Regions from separate parts of the Rattus norvegicus genome. Here region 2 is linked to region 1. A link is a contact called in public Hi-C data. All regions are on one chromosome and are shown on one strand. The core of a region is the stretch at or near the end of the contact, and the rest is flanking DNA. Distances in the headings are between cores, read along the strand shown. Region 1 overlaps Stx18 (syntaxin 18). Region 2 holds the start of Stx18 (syntaxin 18).

Region 1 (2,700 bases), core at 132-2,631:
ACAAAAACTATGGGAAATGCTTTGCTTGAAAGATAAAAGCTGATTCCTGTGCATTTGCAAAGATCACTGTTTACGTCGGCTCAAATATGCAGCTCACGGCATTTCAGTACTCACTCAACTGCATTTTCTTGTCTCTTTAAAAAAGAAAAAAGAAAAAAAGAGGGTCCGGCATTTCTTTCCCCCATTCTGCTGTGAAAATATAAATGGAAGCTAATGCAAAGCATTCCTGGCCCAGGATCGTCTTGCACAGAACATCTAGTCTTTAGCATAAACACTGTGTAAGACATATGTTGCTTTCTTAATGAAATGGGGGTGTTTTATTATATATGGCCCAGCTAACATTTTGGTAAACAAAAACAGCAAAAGAAAAACCACAACATCACATGGGAAAGAAGGGAAAGATTAGCTTTATTTATTAAAAAGTGGAAAATGTTTTTGCAGTCTTTCTACCAAATATTTCATAGAGTGCTTATTAAAATAGAACACACCTCTAAGCTGAACCGTTTATTAGCTCCCACTATGCACTGAAAGAGAAAGAACGCCTTGGAAGAGTAATGTGCCAGCAGTGTTGGTGCCCATAGCATGGGCCTTTTGTGAACGATACTTAGAATAGGCTAATTCGGAGTCACAGACACAAACCCAGAGCTCCCACATAACTCTACACACGGATGACTTCTTTCGCAGGAGACTGAAGGCATCCACACAGTAGAAAAAATTAAAAGTAACAAAATTATTTCCTAACTGAACTGACATATTTTAAAGTCTGTACAATTAACAAAATGTTTTTTAATAATTAAAAAAAGCCTTCTAACAAAAGACTGGTTTTGAAGTGTGTCACACCCTAGTTCCCTAGTCATGAATCCTAGTTCATTTTTTAAAATGAGGTCTATTTCCTGTAATTTTAGATATTTTAGAGTACAATTATTTTACATTTTTATGATGCCTTTGGGGTATCATTACAAATATTTTTATGTGTTTAAACTTAGGAAAGTAAAATTAAGTAATAGCTTCTCTTAAAGGGAGCTGTCAACTCTCTCCTGAACACAAATCTTTGTTTTAAAGCAATCTAGAGATTTATATCCCTAGTAACCATAGAAATTAGTCTTAAGCTTTTAGAAAAAAATTGCAGAAAATGCTCTTTATTTAATTAAAATCAGAGCTCTGCTCTTAGAAATAAGGACCTTCTTTTGAACAGAAAGAATTTTCCACAGAGCAAAACTGTTTTAACTTGAGGCAGCACTCTGTAATAAATTAATCAAACACATTTCATTAACTCTTGAACTTGTGTGCACCATGAGTCAAACTGTGTTGGAAGGCTCTGCCAGGGACCAGGACGGGACCATGGCTACAGAAGAGAAAGTGAAACACTAACGTCCAAAAAGCACTTGTGAGTAAGACAGCAGGAACATGGAAAGTAAGAAGTAACTCAACCCTAACTCAGCACTGACAGTATGGGGGTGAAGGGGAGGGAATCCCTCCTGGCGGAAGTCACTTTGTTTCTCTTGGGAAAACACCATTCACTTTTTCTTAACACAGGCTGTGTCACCAGTCAACTTTCACTCTGCCATTTCTATTTCACACATAGGACAATGAGAAATGCTGTGGACTCTTCGGTCACCTGAGAGTAAGACAAGCTGGTCATTGACTGGGAAGCCAGAGGATGGCTGGGGCAATCTCCAGGCTCCTCTGGAAGTCTCTTCCCTAGTGGGCGAGTGGGCGAAGGAATGTATGCTTGAGGGTGGGAAACAGACTCCTCAGGCAGTCAGCAATCCTAGGGCTTATGAAATTCAGATGCAGAGGGAGTACGTATACTACTAAATTTGATTAGCTTTTATGAGATTTAAAATTTGTACTTTCAAGTTTTTCTCTGTATGATGCATAATTTTGAAAAGTCAGCCACATTCTGATTCTCATTACTACTTTTAAACTTGCCATTTGGAAACAAAGATATTGCTGATCGTGTCATAAATTACACATTAAATATATGGGATGTGGCCACACAGTAGAGTATAAACAGCAGAACCTACAGGCTACAAGTTGAGCTTTTCCATCACCAAAATGGATGAAGCCAGAAAGGTGCTTCTTTAAGTCGTGAACTACTAAGAGAGCTTAACACTCATTCGTTCTGTAAGCAGCCTCGCTGCGGGTAGAGTGTACTTGCTTCCCACTCCACTTCACATCCTGCAAGGGGAAACTTCAACAAAGATTAAGAAAGTCTACTATGTGACTCTAATGAATTGGTCTGTACGACAAGAGACGGAATACCCTGAGGCATTTTAAATACTAAAAGCAGGCAGTCCCCCTGGGATTCAGCCAACACCACAGCGTGTTTACCTCTGCTGTGCTAAAGTTAATCCTCAGTGGTAGTAAAAAAAGAAAGGACCTTTTTAACTGGACTGGGGAGACAGCAGTGAGGTTCTCGGAAGGGCTGCTTCCTCCTGTCCACTTCTCACTGTGTGTCAATGAGATTTCACTATCCACTCAAACTGTAATAGTTACAAATGGTAGTAGTGTAAAAAATCTATTATAAAGTGTTGATAAGAATAGCGCTTCTAGGGGCTGGGGATTTAGCTCAGTGGTAGAGCGCTTACCTAGGAAGCGCAAGGCCCTGGGTTCGGTCCCCAGCTCCGAAAAAAAGAACCAAAAAAAAAAAAAAAAAAGAACCAAAAAAAAAAAAAAAAGAATAGCGCTTCTAACTAT
Region 2 (2,700 bases), core at 139-2,638, 41 kb after region 1:
ATATATAAAACAATATTCAAGTGTCATCTGGTATGGGGCCCATGCCTTTAATCTCAGCACTTGGGAGACAGAAACAGTCACCTTTCTGTGAGTTCAAGGCTAGCCTGGTCTACATGGAAAGACCCTGTCTCAAAAAGAGAAGTATCAAGCAATGGATTATGTGCCAAGCAGAGGTGAGCTTACTGGAAAACTAATTATACTTAAAGTTTAGGTTCCCTTGACTTGTACCTTTCAATGCTTTGGACCACTCTGTGTGTGTGTGTGTGTGTGTGTGTGTGTGTGTGTGTGTGTGTGTGTCTTTAAAAGAACAGACTGTATATGCCTCCTGGTGCAACAAAAATAACATTTACCCTTAGTGTCAAAGATACAAAGGGATATAATGCAAACAATCTCCTTTTGCAAACAATCTCCTTTTGCAAACAATCTCCTTTTCCCTGTTTAGTGGAAACAATATCTATTCATTTGTTTATCCATCCATCCATCCATCCATCCATCCATCCAAGGAATATTTACTAAGCAATGTTTTCAGTCACACATATAGAAATAATGTCAACATGTTCCTACCCTTATGGAGAAGGTTCCTATGTTGGGGGACACAAAAGCCGGTTGTGTCCAGAGAACAGAAAGCAGTTTAGAGGACAGTTACAACACTAGGTGTTGCTTAAGTGTTGCAGTTCTGAAGGAAAAAGCTTTTACCCTACACTGGTGATATCCTAAACCAGTTTCTGGAGGTACTGAGTTCTACCTATTCCTGGAGGCAAGGACAAAGGAGAGTTCTGCTGAGCGTAGATTTTTATTAAACCCTATGCACAAGAGGAGGTCCAAACACACACATGAAAGGGCAAGCGGAGAGAGTGGTGAGTTTTAATACAGGAAGCGTAAGACTGTGGGAACTCTTCCAAGGCACTCAAATCAGCAGCCACGGCGAACTCACTGCCTCTAAAAGTTAGCCTGAGTTCAAGGACATCCAAGAGCCTCTTCAAAACTTGCTTCCTTCAGTGCCCAGATATGCGTCCCTCTTCGTGAGAATAAACCTGTCGCCACCCCGAGCCAGCTGTTGGCTTCGTGAGACCGACTCTTCTGTCTTGCTAGAGACTCCCTCACTTCACCAAGAGCTAACGAGGCAGGGCCCAGTTAGGGGTGCAGGGTCCGCGGTTGCAGATCCGCCCCTGACTCCCACCAGTCGTTCCCATAGCAACCAGCTTACCACTTCACGGGCCCGGCTGGAGAAGTCTCCCTTGGGCCGAGGGCTTCTGCGGAACAGCTCGTCTCGGCTGCCATCGGCTCCACCACCCACGGCCACTCCAAGAGCCTTATTCCGCGTCTTCACTGTCTTGACGCTAGCCCTGAAGAGCAGTGTGATGTCCACCGCCATAGCGACCCGCGCCGCGGCCCGAAGCCGGTCGGCACACGTCAGCAGCAAGCGACCCCAGCAAGAGCTCGGTCGCTGAGGGACGTTCCGATTTCGCTTCCGCCTGGGAACTGTGAGCAGAAAAGGAAGGTTCCGCTCTCAGCCCGTGTACTGCGTCGAGTAGAGAAAGGTTCCGGCCTCGGCCCAGCGCAGGGAATCTCCGTTCCAGACAGCTACCCGCAGTGCATCAGCACCTCTTTCTCCTCACTGCAAACTTCAGCGGGGTCAGACGCTTGGAAGTTTCACAGGGTTTCTAAAACTGGGCTTCAGGAACGGAAGCATCAGGAAACTAGAAAGATCGCTCACGTATGATTCTTTAGAAGACAGGCGTGAGGTTTGGTTGACAGGTGGGGAGTGTTAACACCTTTGACCTATGTCGTCTAGGGATCCACTTAAGAAGCAATGAACTATGACCGTCTGGGTGCTTGTACTAGGAAAGGGTAAGTGTATAGAGGTAGAGTCCAGAGGGCTCTCTTCTTAAACCTTCAGCCAGTTCGGTAAAGTGAAGCTAGCACCTTCCTAGAATGCACAGAAAATTAAACAGAATGCGCATTCTCATGTTGTTTAACTCTTACTACGCAGCCCGTAAATGCTGCAGTTGATGATAATATTATTGTCCTCAGTCTTTTTTACTTATGGTGTAGAAGAGGCTTAGAGCAGAGATCCCTGAGCGGGGGGATATGGAGAGCAGGAAGTTATGAGAGCCAGAGAAAAGTGAAGCATACTGAGCTTGATGATAACTGTGTTATGTTCCTCCTAAATAAGTAGTTTTGAAAAGCGCTCTCTTGAGTCATAGTTATTATAGAGAAAGGAGGAAATTGAAAAGAAGAGAGTTACTTAACTTGACTAAAGTCAGCTAATAAAATTTTTCTGGACGCTTTGTTCATGGTTTATTTTATTTTGTGTACACCTTTAATTAAAAATACAATTATGCCACTTTCTCTCCTTCCCTTTTCTCTCTCCAGCCTCCAATCCTCTCCCTCTGATTTCTTCCATGTCTCCCAACTCAGTCTCAAATTTATAGCCTCTTCTTCCTTAATTGTAATTGTTGCATATATATGTAAGTATCCATGGCTATGCAAGCACAATCTGCTGAAACTGTTTATGTGTGTATGATTTCAGGGATTATCATTTCGTATTGGACAACCAATTAGAGGGATAGGCTAACTCTTCCTCTCTCAGCAGCCATAGTTGCCTGGAGTTTTCTTGTCCAGGAGTGTGACCCCCATGGTTTAGTCTTATTTCAGTATCAACTTTTCTGGATTTTGTTTTCCTTATAAAAGGAAGCA

Evidence for each region. A called contact is a pair of places that touch in the nucleus more often than the background predicts.
Region 2: a Hi-C map of liver shows a contact between it and region 1, with 2.5 times the contacts expected there. The contact joins the promoter of Stx18 here to the enhancer-like site in region 1. A contact is called at or near these places in 5 of 12 Hi-C or Micro-C datasets (Schwann cells, frontal cortex, hepatocytes and 1 more).

The regions. Positions count from the first base shown.
Region 1 is chr14:76,931,555-76,934,254 of GRCr8, forward strand. All of the region lies in intron 1 of Stx18 (syntaxin 18), which reads right to left. Among named protein-coding and RNA genes, the nearest start is that of Stx18, 41 kb to the right of the region's middle. Within about 2 kb of position 1,382, at least 9 of the 93 cell types and tissues checked have an H3K27ac peak or open chromatin away from gene starts, as enhancers often do. A contact at or near this core is called in liver, where this site is marked.
Region 2 is chr14:76,972,338-76,975,037 of GRCr8, forward strand. Stx18 (syntaxin 18) reads right to left here and starts at 1,389. Exons shown (of 11, transcript NM_001012151.1): 1 at 1,208-1,389. The coding sequence starts at 1,375.